Regions from separate parts of the Ovis aries genome. Here regions 1 and 2 are each linked to region 3. The links are chromatin contacts, called in public Hi-C maps. All regions are on one chromosome and are shown on one strand. The core of a region is the stretch at or near the end of the contact, and the rest is flanking DNA. Distances in the headings are between cores, read along the strand shown. Region 1 holds the start of RUNX3 (RUNX family transcription factor 3). Region 2 overlaps RUNX3 (RUNX family transcription factor 3). Region 3 has its middle 71 kb from the start of RUNX3.

The links. A called contact is a pair of places that touch in the nucleus more often than the background predicts.
Region 1: a contact with region 3 is called in a Hi-C map of blood, with 2.0 times the contacts expected there. The contact joins the promoter of RUNX3 here to the enhancer-like site in region 3.
Region 2: a Hi-C map of tail adipose tissue shows a contact between it and region 3, with 4 times the contacts expected there. The contact joins two enhancer-like sites. A contact is called at or near these places in 6 of 16 Hi-C or Micro-C datasets (blood, hypothalamus, liver and 2 more).

The regions. Positions count from the first base shown.
Region 1 is chr2:241,740,197-241,745,126 of ARS-UI_Ramb_v3.0, forward strand. RUNX3 (RUNX family transcription factor 3) reads left to right here and starts at 1,410. Exons shown (of 7, transcript XM_042244555.1): 1 at 1,410-1,575; 2 at 1,814-1,905. The coding sequence starts at 1,499.
Region 2 is chr2:241,772,431-241,776,932 of ARS-UI_Ramb_v3.0, forward strand. It overlaps RUNX3 (RUNX family transcription factor 3), which reads left to right. Exons shown (of 7, transcript XM_042244555.1): 3 at 3,677-3,954. Among named protein-coding and RNA genes, the nearest start is that of RUNX3, 33 kb to the left of the region's middle. Within about 2 kb of position 3,106, at least 5 of the 54 cell types and tissues checked have an H3K27ac peak or open chromatin away from gene starts, as enhancers often do.
Region 3 is chr2:241,668,324-241,673,353 of ARS-UI_Ramb_v3.0, forward strand. No RefSeq gene overlaps it. Among named protein-coding and RNA genes, the nearest start is that of RUNX3, 71 kb to the right of the region's middle. Within about 2 kb of position 3,523, at least 3 of the 54 cell types and tissues checked have an H3K27ac peak or open chromatin away from gene starts, as enhancers often do.

The sequences.
Region 1 (4,930 bases), core at 160-2,659, 70 kb after region 3:
CAAGTCTCCCCGGGACCTGGGACAAGCTCCTCCTCCCCCGGATGCCCCTTCTCTGCTGTGTTAGCCTACAGAGATGACGGGGCCTGCGCCCAAGCTTGGGCTCCCTAGGAGAGGCTGGGTGGTGGGGCCCAGGCTGCAGAGGGCTCTTGGGAGCCTCGGGATTTGGCTTAGAGGACACTGCAGAGCCCTGGGGTGTTGTGGCTGAGGCCCAGCCTGGTGAGCCAGAGGCTGACATTCCAATCCCACTCAGAATACTGTGTGGCCTTGCACGAGCTGACTTCAATGTCTCGGGCCTCAGTGGTCTTGCCCATGAAATGGGAGATAGAGCTTTCCAGGGAAATGCTGCAGCTTCCACCCTCCCCCCAAAGCCTGACCTGGCTTCCAGGAAAACACGGAAATGTGGAGTTGAATCATCTTCCATGTCTTTCCTACTTCTGAGTCCCTCTGGGAGTTGAAGGATGCAGGGGGCTGACGAGCTCCCACTGGGAGCCTGAAGGGTGGGGGCGGGAGGGCTGGAGGCAGTGGGGACCGGAGAGCAAGAGGAAAGGCCTAGAGACAGGCAAGTCCAGGCACCTGAGGCAGGAACAGAGAACCCCATAGTATAGATGCACAGGTGGGCAAAGTGAGCAAAGGGCCTTGAATGACTGGGTGCAGGCCTCAGACCCCAAGCTCTGCACAAGGCCCCTTGGCAAGGCCGTGCCCCCTAGGAAGCCCTTTCTGGAAGCCCAAGGGCTCCAGGGTGAGCACTGGTGACGCCCCTTCATGTATTTCCCTTGGTGCCTGATCCCAACTCCCATAAAATCTCCCCAAAGTGTCACCCAGCCACCCGCGTGGATACCTCTCTGGGACTGAATTGGTTGACGATGGCCGGGTGACAGCCACCCACAGCCCAGGTGGGGGGCGCCTGGAGGGATCCGGGCTCCTGGGGCTCCCTGCTACCTGGGCCCACACTGGCCTTCATTAAAAAGGAGTCTCCCACAGGATCCAAACCACCACCCAGCCACTCCTGCCCCAGCCTCTTCCAGTTCTGCTTTTGGGCCGCGTGCTGAGGCCAGCCCCACAAATAAAAGCCATCCTTTTTTTTTTCCTCTCTCTCTCTCTTTTTTTTTTTTTTTCTAAAAAGGGAGAGAGGCAGCCACAAGATCTTCTAAGAGGCTGTGACATCACGGCCCAGGTGACTGCTGCCCAGCCAATGGGCCAAGGCCGCGAGCTGGCTTCTTGCATCCTGTGAGCTGAGGTTGGGTTGACACCGTGAAGGCCTGGTCCCTCAACCACAGAACCACAAGGCCAGGCCCTCGGCCGCCTTCGGGGGGCCCTGCGCCGGAGCTGGTTGGCTCCCGGTCCTCCCACCCCTGGCCGCCCTCGCACCCACTGAGCTGAGCTCTGACGGGGGCGAGCCTCATTCATTCATTCCCGCGGTGCTCGGTGCTGGGCTGCCTCGGCTCTCACCGCCCCGCGACTCCTGCCCTGGCTGCCGAAGGCCCCTTCCCGCCATCTAATGATACACTCTGCATACGCTTCTGTTGAAAATTTGTGGCGAGACATTCCTGTGGGACCGGGAATCCAAATTCTTGGGTACAAACAGAAACTTACTTTCCTTGGGGATTTTTTTCCTCTCTCGCTCACACACACACTCTCGCGTTCTTTCCTTTTTTCTTTTTCATAGCAGTAGGTGGGGGTGGGGGGGCAAAAGAGACAAAACGACACACACACAAAAAAACAAAAAGCAACTCCCCCCCCCCACTTTATTTTCAAAAGTAGCTAAGAAAAAATAAAACAACAGCCAACCAAGTTATCCCAACCCAACCCCCAGAAGGGCTGAAACCTCGCCTTCCTCCGAGCGGGGCATGGCATCGAACAGCATCTTCGATTCCTTCCCGACCTACTCGCAGACCTTCATCCGCGGTGAGTAATGAGCGCCCTTTCGGGTGGGGAGCTGGGGCCAGGCCCCGGACCACGACCCTCCACCGCCTGCCCCTGGCTGCCTTCAAGGGCCCAGGGTTGGTTACCTAAATCCGCTGGCTTCTGAAAGCCGGAGGTGGGAACTGGGCTTGGTGGCCTCCGTGGTCTCCTGGAGTGGGACATGTTTGTGAACTTTTATCCTCAGCTGGTGGGAACCGTTCGTGGTGGGGGTCATGGATACCACAAGACCTCAAGACCTCAAACACCAGAGCTCTGAGGGTCGTGAGATGGAGAAGACATGGGGGTGTCTCTGTGACCCCACGAGGCTTCCTGCCTCCCCCGTGGAGCTCTGGGCCCTGCAACCCTAGCCCCTGGCCCTCCTGGGGTGCTCAGACCCTCTACCTGGACTCAGGTAGATACTCAGATTCTCCCATTCCCCAGGGCCCCGGCCGGCTTCTGCCCAGAGCCGCGGAGCAGGCAGGAGGCAAGAGTCTTACATTGGTGGACTCAGAGACCTTCCCAAGGACCTTCCCCTAACTCTGCATTTTCTGAGGAACCCCTGGGACTAAGGAAGCAGAGGGAGAAAGGGGTCCAGGCTTTTGCTGGAATGCATGCAGCTCTGGCTGGCCCTGAGCCTGGATCAGAGTTTGGGGAGCAGACCTCGGGAAGGTTTGTGGATTTGGTCACGGGGAGAAATCAGTTGTTTCTATATATAGCCTAGAGGGACCCAGAGGTCTAAGTTATGTCCCTCAAAAAGGATTTAGTTCCCAGATTCCCCACTGGGAACCTCTGATTGAGGCTAGAACTCAGGGGGAGACTGTTCCTGCTTCTGTCTGGCCCTTCGAGGTGACGTGCCCGGGCCTCACACAACACCTTGTTGCCTTCCTCCTCACTAGTGGGAGCCCAGATGGGGCTGTGGCACCTGAGATCGGGGGTCAAGAGACCCTGAGGCCAAGATCAGTGGCTACCCTGCTGAGCAGCCTTAGACAAGTTACTTAAAGTCTCTGTGCCTCAAATGAAGGCCCCTCTGGCTGTGACATTCTGATTGCCTGAGGCTGGGAATGGCCTGTGTGTGAGGACAGGGCCTCAGGGTTGTAGACGGGGACGACTTCTCCTCCGGAATAGAGGGATGGAATGGAAGCCAGAACTCCAGGGCTTGGGGGCTAGGCCCTGCCTTTGCTCTGCTGAGGTGGTTAGCTGAGGTGCAGTAGCCGGTCTGACTGTCCATCTGCCCATCTGCCTGTCCCGCTGTGGACTGACTCCAAGCCAGTCCTTGGGCAGCCAGCTCTGTGCAGGCATATTTGAGTGCTTATTGTTCAAAGGCTTCTGCATGGGCTTGCCTGAGGGCTGGACCCGCTCCCTCCTCCCTGGAGAGGGGCTGAGGCAGGCTGTGTGGCTGCAGTCGGGGGACTGAGTCGGGGAGACGCGGGTTGTGGAGGGCTGCCGTCCCCGTGGTGGGGGCACTCCCGTCAAACCTGCTTGTGGCCGGTGACCAGCAACAGCCCTGGGTCTAGGAGCCGAGCGCCGTGGGCTCCTTCCTTCCAGCGGCTCCTATTATAACGCTGCTCCCTTTGTAGTCCTGCGAGCTAATTAAAGGCAGTGCTGTGGCAAGAAAATAGGAGTTTATAAAAACCATTTGCTGGGTCTTTGTAATCTGTACTTCTCCCTCCATGAGCAAGATGGAGAAACATTGAGTTCAAAACAAAGGAAATTTAGGAGCCGGGACTAAAGGGCCACCCACCTAGGGTGGGCTCCTGAGAGATGGTAGAGGTGACCCGGAGGGAGAGGGAGGGGACAGCTGGTGGCTTTGGGCTGGCTGCGTGCACAGAGCTGGGAGGCTGCCGCGCAGAGCGCGCTGATCCCTGCAGGGTGATCTGGTAAGCAAGGCTGGGGATGGGGTGGGGTGCTCTGTTTGCCATCTGAAGCTTTCCCTGAAGTTCCATGTCCTGTCCATACCGTCTTGCCCCCTCTGTCTTGCCCAGTTCTATCCCCCCGACTTCCCACTCACTTAGACGGATCTGCCTCCCAAATTTTGTCTCCAAGAGGTTTCCCAATTCTGGCCCCAGAGAGATCCAACCCTGGGGTCCTGCAGCGCTCGCTCCATGCTAATCCAAGCTTAACCTGCTGGGAGCCGGGGACCTTTGCAGACTCTCAGAGAGCCTATGGACTCCTCAGAATCGTATTTTTAAATGCATAAAACAAAATACAAAGAACTATTAAAAAAAAAAAACCTAAAATCTATAGAAACGCTGTCTTCAAACTATCAAAAAAGCCAGTGTGTGACACCGTGACCACGGGCCTCTCAGTGGCGACGGTAAGGGCATGATGCAACGGCGATGGGCATACACCGTACTTCAGGAGAACTGTGACAGCCCTAAGGAGACCGAAGGATGTCTGCGATTTCCACAGGTGACAAAGTCACTGTGGAAAAAAGATGCTAAACTTTAGCTAGAGGTCAGTGAAAAGAAAGACGTCATGTGTTTCCTGCCTGAGTCCATGGAGGCCCTGAATTCAGGCCTACGGTCCTAGTTCCTTAGCTGGAAATGGTAGAGCAAGCGGGTCTCAGGACATCACCGCCTCTTGAAAGGTTTTCCAAGCTGGATCCCGGATTCCAGAACTCCTCTCAGTCCTCTGTGATGACGAGGTCTGGGGAGAGCCTGGCGTGTGTGCACGTGCGCCGGCCAGGCTGCTGGGTCCATGGGATCCTCCAGGCAAGAATACTGGCGTGGGTTGCCATTCCCTCCTCCAGGAGATCTTCCCGACCTAGGGATCGAGCCTGGGCCTCCTGTGTCCCCTGCAGTGGCAGGCAGATTCTTTACCACTGAGCCACCTGGGAGGATGGGGAGAGCGTGGAGAGGCATTTGATCCCCATCTGAGTTAGAGGGTGAGGAGGGGACGAGAAGAGGGAGAGGCTTACCCCACAGAGCTGGCAGACTGATGGCAGAATTCCAGGCACTGAGTGGGTGGAGGGGGCTCCTGGGGTGCAATTCTCCGCCTTCTCCCATCTCTTGGGAGATTCTCCCAAGGA
Region 2 (4,502 bases), core at 1,856-4,355, 100 kb after region 3:
CTCGGAGAGTTTTAAGCAATTTACCCCAGATCACGGTAGGTGATGGAAAAACTCAGGCAGGGAAACCGCAGACCCAAGCTCCTTCCACAGCCAATGGACCTCTTAGAAGAAGGTTTTCCAGAGCATCTATGTCCACTACCTGCCACAGACGGGGGATCCTCACCCCTCCTCAGGCACCGTGACTCCCTGGAAATCAGACTCGCTCTTAGAAGCTCTCTGATGGGAGGGGAGACACGTGCAGGCACCTCACTACCAGGAATGCAGCTGAAGCGCCCTCCTAAGCACCCTCTAGCAACAGGAGCGCGGCGCCCACCATGGGATCATTCTGACTCCCTCCCCCTGGCGGAAGGAGTGTCTCCCAGAACCCAGTTTCTGCAAGGTCCCAGGCTGTGTTTCTCTTTACCCAGCTCTGGGCCAAGGTAGGTCCAGACCTCCTGGCTTTCTCTCCCTGTTGCAGACAACCTGGCATGCCCTTAGATGGGGGCTATTCGAGAGTGGCTGTCGATGGGTCCCAGAGAAGAAGAAGGGATCCCTGTCCACACAAGATGGGGAAGGGAGAGATATCTGTGGGCCCCAAGGGGGAAAGTAGATTTCCAATCGAAACTGTCTTTTGAAAATGGGGAGAGACGGGGTGGGGAGAGGAGAGAGAGGTGTGATGCTAGGTCTGTCCGTCTGGGGTGGGGACAAAAACGGGTTGGTCTTAGGTTGAAATTGGGACCGAGCTGGTCTATTTCTCTGTGTGTGCTCCTCCCCCCGGGTTCCCCAGAACAGGACAAGACTGCACACATCTACCAAAGAGAACGTTCTGCAGGGGGTCAGAGGGTGCTGGACCCTCCGGGGTCTGAGATAAGGCACAGAGCGTCCACGTCCATGGGGGGCGGGGAGGGCAGCCTTCGATCTACCACAAAGCCACTGGTTTGTCCGATATGTGGCCGCACAGATGGTGAGGAATTGGGCGGGAGGGTGGCTTGTAGGAGCTGGCCGGTGGCGCCTGGTGCACATCTGTGCCCAGAACCTCAGCGGCTGGCAGAGTGCAAGCGTCAACTAGCGGTGGGTCCCGGGACTGCTCCTTGCCCCGCAGCCCCGGCGACCTCAGGCTGGGGACCCAAGTGTCTACAAACCCAGGTTCCCTGGTTCTGGCGCCCACCGGCAGCAAGCGCCTTTCTCTTGGGCTGGAGCCGTGCGGGCACTTGTGGCCAGGTGCCAGGACCCACAGGAGTCCTATCCTCAGGAAACCCATTTGTAAACCGGCCATAGGACGGACGAGAGGGAGAAATCAGGCGGAGAGACCAGGAAGGGCACTGCTGCAAACCAAAACCACCCAACAAATCGAATTTACAAACCCCAGATGCAGCAGGTCCTGACCCCCAAAACCGCTCTGGGGCAGCACAGAGTCACCCGCCCTTCCTGGCCCCAGGCCCTACCTGGACAAGACAAGGCGGGCCTTTGCAGCGGGAAGCTCCCAGAGGTCCGACGTCCCAAGGCCCCTGTACCTCACTTTCCTCCAGGTCTGCAGCCAGTGCCAGCACTCCCCAGAGTGTGCAGGCCCCTCCTGGCGATCTGCATCTCCGACGTGCAGGCTCTGTAAAAAGGTCCAGCGAGGGACCTTCATTGTCCCCGCTCTCTAAATGGTCTGAGGGGCCTGGTGTGAGGCTGACAGGGCTGGGGACCACCTCTCCAGGTGGTCGAGGTTGGGTCAGGGCCGGTCCATCCTAGACCCCATACAGGGCTTGATTTCGTTTGGCAAAGACTAAGCAGCCCGCGATGGGTCAGATCCAAGGCGATATCTTGCTGCCGCCATCGAATCCTATGCTTCTCCGCTCCCGAGGTTTGGAATCCGTCGTTTTGCACCTGTCCAAGGCCGGGAACAACGAATATCCAACCCGATCTCCAAAACGGCGGGCAGATTCTGTACGCGTTCGTTTCCCAGACTCCAGGGGGTCCATCTGGGGCGATAATCGAGAGCAATGGGACTTGATCTTTCCAGTCCTCCTCCTCTGTGTAGCTTGTCCCTAGGCCCGCTATCCAGGCGTTAAGAGGCTGGAGAGCGGATCGTTTGCCTGTTTTGCCTCCGGGAGCGGATGGGCCACGCGGTCGGGAGAGGGGAGAAGGGGAGAATGAGCCGGGCCGGCAAGCAGAAAGAGATGTCTGCGTTCCTGCCGCAGGGCCAGAGCGCACTGCCCGGGAAGACGTGGGCGTGGACCCGCGTGGGCCAGTTTGCATCCACCGGGTGGATGAAAATTCCCTGCTTTGGAAGCCGGGGCCCTTATCCTTTGCAGCCTTTCCCGCGCGTTCTCTGCACGGTTTCTTTCTCATCACGAACTCTGGTCCTCTCCTACGAAGCAGGACGGCGTTTACATGCCCGCGGGGGGTTGGGGCTCGGGGGTTGGGGGAGCGATGGGGGAGTGGAAACGCTCGCGTTTTTCAGGCACCGTCGTGTTTTTCAAAGAGCCATAGGCCGACGACGCAGCGAGGCCTGCGCGATCCTGAAAGTCATTTTTGGAGGGGAGAGCGGAGAGGAATGGTGTTGCTTGCCCCCACGCCGATGCGGGCACGGAGGGGACACCCTTCTCTCTGGCCCCGGGCCGGGAGGAAAGTTGCGCAGGGCTCGGTGCTGCAGAGGCCTCTGGCTGGTGAGCGTCATCTCGTGTGCGGTCATCTCGTCTTGGGGTCAAAATAATTTGCGGGACAGGTAGGGGCAGGGAAAAGGCACTCTGGGGCCGCTACCCGCTTGGTGTTACCGGCCTTGAGGGCCCCCCGCCCCGTACAGTCCCCATCTGGGGGGTGGGGGGTGCAAGCTTCACAGGCCGAAAGCAGCTGGAGCTGGGGAGGCCTGGCTGCCGGCGGCCAGGAAGGGCACCCGAAGAAGCTGGAGGTGGGGGTAGGGGGGGTGGCGGCTGGAAGGACTAGACGTTTTAAACAAATTCTCAGCCTCGGCTCCAGCTCCCCAGAACTCTGGAGGAGCCCAGGGCTGTCGCGCAGGGAGTCGGGGGACCCAGCCCGGACCCCAGGCGCCCTCCCCGGGCGGAGCCTTCCGCCCCTCCCCGTTGGGCGGCCTTCGGCGGCCCCCGTTCCTCCCAGGCGAGCGCAGCCGAGGTGCCCGCGATGGGGGCTCCCATTGGCTGCGCGACGCGTCGCTCGGGCCGGCCCCGCCCTCGCGGGCCCCCGGGGGTACTAACCCCGCGCGAGCCGAGGCGGCGGCGGCGCGGCCACTCGGTTCTCGAGGATTTTGTTCTGGGGCTGCGGCCGCCCAGTTGGTGGGGCGGCCGCGAGCGGGCTGCGGGCGGCGGGCTCCGCCGCAGCCTGAGCGAGGCCGCCGGGACCGCCGCGAGGAGCCGCCGCACGCGGGCCGCGCTACACGCCCGCCGCGCTACACGCCCAAGATGCGGGACTAGCGGGCCCGGCCAGCGGCGCGGCCGTCGGGGGGGCGGTGAGGCCTCGCGGCGGGCGTCTCCGGACGCCGCCCCCCGCCACCCCACCCCACCCCACCCCACCCCACCCCACGCCCCGGCGCCTTGAGGCCCCAGCCCGGCCGCTTCTGCTTTCCCGCTTCTCGCAGCGGCAGCAGCAGCAGCGGCGGCGGAGAGGCGCCCGCGCCGGCCGCCCCCGGGGGAGCCGAGCCGCCGCCGCCGCCCGCCCGGCGCCCTGACGGCCGCTGTTATGCGTATTCCTGTAGACCCGAGCACCAGCCGCCGCTTCACACCTCCCTCCACGGCCTTCCCCTGCGGCGGCGGCGGCGGCGGCGGCGGCGGCAAGATGGGCGAGAACAGCGGCGCGCTGACCGCGCAGGCGGCCGTGGGCCCCGGCGGGCGCGCCCGACCCGAGGTGCGCTCGATGGTGGACGTGCTGGCGGACCACGCGGGCGAGCTCGTGCGCACAGACAGCCCCAACTTCCTCTGCTCCGTACTGCCCTCGCACTGGCGTTGCAACAAGACGCTGCCCGTCGCCTTCAAGGTGAGTGCGGGGGAGGCCCCCCACCCCCGGACGGGAGGACACCGGCCAGGCGGCTCCGGGCGTCTCCGCTGCAGGAGCCAAAGCCCCGGAAAAGGGAGGGGAAGGGAGGCGCCCGAGGGACCCCCGCGGTGAGAGCCCAGCCGCCGGGCCCCCCGGAGCTTTTGCGCGCTCCACCCGGGGACTTGGGCGTACACTCTAGAATGCACCCGGCACGGGTAACTTTTTAAGGGCTTTGCCACCTTCGGTCTTGGGGTGGAGAAGAGGGGCCCTGCAGAGAGACCGTTGATGCGGAAACGAGCAGATGGGGTTTCGCTCTTCCCCAGCCGGATCCCTCGGATACAGCCCTGCGGGCAGCGAGCGGGGCAGAGAGGAGCCCTGGGATCCGGGCGAGGACCCCGGAGGCGGGGTGCGGAGGGTGGGAGAGGGCCTACCCTCCCCTGCCCGCACCCCTCCTCCTGCACGGCTCTCAGAAAACACTTCCTGCTCACACCGTCAACCCCTGGCTTCTGAAATTTCACACCAGGAGGCTCCAGGCTGGGATGGGGGGC
Region 3 (5,030 bases), core at 2,273-4,772:
GCCCAACTCTCACATCCATACATGACTACGGGAAAAACCATAGCTTTGATGAAACGGACTTTTGTTGGTAAAGTAATGTCTCTGTTTTTTAATATGGTATCTAGGTTGGTCATAGTTTTTCTTCTAAGGAGCAAGCATCTTTTAATTTCATGATTGCAGTTACCATCTGCAGTGATTTTGGAGCCCAAGAAAATAAAGTTTGTCACTGTTTCCATTGCTTCCCCATCTATTTTCCATGGAGTGATGGGACCAGTGCTTATTTAACTTACATGCAGAATACATCATGAGAAATGCCGGGCTGGATAAAGCACAAGCTGAAATCAAGATTGCTGAGAGAGAAATCTCAATAACCTCAGATATGCAGATGACACCACCATTATGGCAGAAAGCGAAAAAGAACTAAAGAGTCTCTTGATGAAAGTGAAAGAGGAGAGTGAAAAAGTTGGCTTAAAACTCAACATTCAAAAAACTAAGATCATGGCATCTGGTCCTATCACTTCATGGCAAATTAGATGGGGAAACAATGGAAACAGTGAGAGACTATTTTAGGGGGCTCCAAATCACTGCAGCCATGAAATTAAAAGACGCTTGCTCCTTGGAAGAAAAGCTATAACCAACCTAGACATCATATTAAAAAGCAGAGACATTACTTTACCAACAAAGGTCTGTTTCGTCAAAGCTATGGTTTTCCCGTAGTCATGTATGGATGTTAGAGCTGGACTATAAAGAAAGCTGAGCCGAAGAATTTATGCTTTTGAATTGTGGTGTTGGAGAAGACTCTTGAGAGTCCCTTGGACTGCAAGGAAATCCAACCAGGCCATCCTAAAGGAAATCAGTCCTGAATATTCATTGGAAGGACTGATGCTGAAGCTGAAACTTCAATCCTTTGGCCACCTGATGTGAAGAACTGACTCATTGGAAAAGACCCTGATGCTGGGAAAGATTGAAGGCAGGAGGAAAAGGGGATGAGATGGTTGGATGGCATCACAGACTCAATGGACATGGGTTTGGGTGGACTCCGGGAGCTGGTGATGGACAGGGAGGCCTGGTGTGCTGCTGTCCTTGAGATCGCAAGGAGTCGGACAACTGAACTGAACTGATGGGGCCAGATGCCATGATCTTAGTTTTTTGAATGTTGAGTTTTAAGCCAGCTTCTTCACTCTCCTTTTCACTTTCATCAAGAGGTTCTCTGGTTTCTCTTCGCTTTCTGCCATAAGGGTGGTATCGTCTGCGTATCTAAGGTTATTGATGTTTCTCCCTGTAATCTTCATTCCAGCTTGTGCTTCATCCAGCTTGGTATTTCATGTATTCTGGTATATAGGCAGAGTACCTCACTGCATGTAAGTTAAATAAGCAAGATGATAGTATACAGCCTTGACATATTCCTTTCCCAGTTTGGAACCAATCTGTTGTTCCATATCCAATTCTAGCTGTTGCTTCTTGACCTGCATACAGATTTCTCAGGAGGAAAGTGAGGTGGTCTGGTATTCCAATCTCTTTAAGAATTTGGTGACAACTTCTGGAGAAAAATTAGGTAGAGGGGAAAGATGGAAAGCTTTTTGGAAGGGTGGTAGAGTCCCTTGAGATGGCTTTTGAGCAGAAAACTGAAGGAGAGGAGGAAGTGAACCTTGGGGATGTCTGAGGGAAGAGTATTTAAGCAGAGGACACAGAGAGTGCAAAGGCTCTGAGGCAACAGCCTCACTGATCCATCTCGCTCAACTTTGAGTTGTAAACCACCGCTGTACCCCTTTCATCCTGGAGTGTGCAGTCAAGGATGTCTGGCTCTACATGAGTGATCACACCATCGTGGTTATCTGGGTCATTAAGATCATTTTTGCCCAGAAGAACTATACAAGAAGGGTATTCTTCCTCTCCTTCAGCTTTCTGCTCAAAAGTCATCTCGGGGGATTCCACCTCCATCCCCAAAAGCTCCCTATCCTTCCTCCCTACTTAGCTTTTCTCCAGAAGTTGTCACCACCTAGCACACAATATATATTTAATTATATATTATAGTGACTTATTTTGCCCAGTGTCTTTTCCCCTTGTCTGCAATACAAGTTTCAAGAGGACAGGGATTTTTCTCTGCTTTATTTGCTGTTTTGATCCTGACACCTAAAACATAGGAGCACAGAAGATGCTTGATAAATATTTGTTAAGTGAATGAATGAATGAATAATAACTGACTCATGGGAAGTACTTAAACCACAGCACCCAGCACTAAATACTTAGTTGATGACACTTTCTGTCATGGTGATTGTCGTCATCATCAGTGGGTGATGGGGCTGAAAGGGATTGGGTCTGGCCTTTGGGATGGTGTGACGCCCGCCTCCTATAGGAATCCAAGCTGACTGCACTCGCTCAGATCTGCAGTGGTTATCATGGGGGAAAGTTGAATAAGCCCTAGACTTATTCCTTTCCCAATCTGGAACCAATCTGTTGTTCCGTGTCCGATTCTAGCTGTTGCTTCTTGACCTGCATACAGATTTCTCAGGAGGAAAGTGAGGTGGTCTGGTATTCCAATCTCTTTAAGAATTTGGTGACAACTTCTGGAGGAAAATTAGGTAGAGGGGAAAGATGGAAATAAGCCCTAGGAATCTGCCAGTTTGTGCTTCACTTCCCAGCTCCTCTATTCTTGGGTGGCGATGTACACAATTATGTCCTGTCTCTGAGTCTCAGTTTCCTAACAGTCAATGGAGAGAATATGAGTGGCTATCCCTTAAGATGATGTGGGCCTCAAAGTGATGGGCCATCCAAGGTGTTGGGTGCACAGCTGGCCAAGGCTGTGGCCCCTGGGACTTAGGCACACACACTCTCTGCTCTGTTCTGTGGGCCAAACTGCTTCATTTGTTGGACTGTGAGTCCCCAGAGGGACTGGAGCCTGATCCTCTTGGTCCCTTGCCTTCCCAATAGCCTGAGGTTGAAGTTGAAGCTCCAGGACTTTGGTTATGTGATGCAAAGAGCCAGTACATTGGAAAAAACCCTGATGCTAGGAAAGATTGAGGGCAGGAGGAGAAGGGGGTGACAGAGGATGAGATGGTTGGATAGTATCACTGACTCAATGGACATGCTGCTAAGTTGCTTCAGTCGTGTCCGACTCTGTGCAGCCCTATAGACGGCAGCCCACTAGGCTCTGCCGTCCCTGGGATTCTCCAAGCAAGAACACTGGAGTGGGTTGCCATTTCCTTCTCCAATGCATGAAAGTGAAAAGTGAAAGTGAAGTCACTGAGTTGCGTCCAACTCTCAGCGACCCCATGGACTGCAGCCTACCAGACTCCTCCATCCGTGGGATTTTCCAGGCAAGAGTACTGGAGTGGGGTGCCAAAGAGGTAGTGAAAGACTGGGAAGGCTGGCGGGCTGCAGTCCATGTAGAGTGGTATCAAAGGGTCAGACACGACTTAACTCCTGGCCTGCACCTGTAATGTGGAGATGCATCCCACTGGCTGATGGATCGACACTCTCCTGACTGTGCCTCTGGGTACCTGACAGTTACAGCCACCAGGGGGCGCCCTGGCTATGTGCACAAAGGGCTGCCCCGGGCTGGTAACTTCTAACTTCTGCTATTCTCTTCACAGACAAGGAAAGGCTTGGTCCATACCCGAACCTGTCAGCTATTTCTACCATTCTGGTGGAGAAAGAGACCAGGAGACTCGGATTCCCAGCCTGGCTTTGCTGTTCACATGCTGTGTGATCTTGGGGGGAAAACCTCTCCCTCTTTGGACCTCAGTTTCCTCAGCTGTCAAATTAAGAATACCAGCCATGGTATCCTATTGTGGGACCCAGAGTTTGTCTCAACTTGCTTTTAGTCAGTAACTGTTCCTGCCGGCTACAAAGTATTTCCTCCTTTTCCTCCTAATTCCTTCTTCCTGATGCCTGGAGCGAGGTCTTGCCTTATTATACATGCTGCCCTCTATTGGCTGGCAAGAGAACTACAGCTTCAGGAACCTCCCTCAAGTGTGGTTCAGGGGAAGAAGTCAGAGCTGGCGAAGTGTTGGAGGCGAGTACTATCAGGCCAGTGATTCCCTTAACGAACATTTACTGAGCTCCTTCTGCACACCAGGCCTAATGCTAGACCCTGAGAACACAGCAATGAAAACAGCACGGCCTGTGCCTTCAAAGAGATCACAGGCATTGCAGGGTTTGCACATCTGGGGGTGGGGAGAGGGGTTCTTTGGCCTGCTCCATGCTTCTCTGATCTGATACTGGAGTGGCTAAAAGCCTGGATTCAAATCTGGTGTAATGATGCCTGGGTTCAAATCTTGGCTTTGTCATTTGCTAGACGTCTGACCTTGGACTTCTCAGTGCCTTTGTTTCCCCAACTACAAAGTAAAATAAAAACACTACTCGTTTCACAGAGTTGCTGATAGGGTTGAAGTAGTCATACCTCTAAAGTCCTGAGAACAGTGCCCACTCAGTGCTGGATAGGTGCCAGCTACAATAATAATGAAAACATATTTGTGGAAAGATTAAAGGAACAGCATCCAATCTTAATTGGATAAGAGCTTGCCTGCATGAGCTATCTCTAAGCAAGCCTTTCATGAGGGTCAGGGCAGTTGAGTGCATTTTGCAGTGGGCATTTCAGTTCAGAATGGCCCCACAGGGCTCTACATGAGGCCTGAGCTGGGCATCCCAGCTGCCACCAGCAGAGGCAGGGTGACAGCGGAAACAGGGTGGCTGACGCAGTCTGTAAGGGCGATCCCGTGCTGATGGTGATGCTGAGGCGGTGATGCTGATGGTGATGCTGATAGCAGCAGTTAGTCATACTGACGATGGGGATGATGGTGCTGACGGTGGTGGTCTTGATGGTGATGGTGATATTGGTGATGCTGCCAGGAGCTCTGGGGCTTGGTACAGGGGACCTGACCTAACTTTCTTTTCTCCAAATCTCCTCAAGCCTCAGCCACCCTCCAAGTCCCGGGACAAGGAGATGGGATACAGATCACCTCTGAATTTCCTAGGGGCTATTTTTGAGCCCGAAAAAGGCAATCATAATCGAAGCACTAAGTAACCCTCCTCAGCCTTCCCATAAGGGC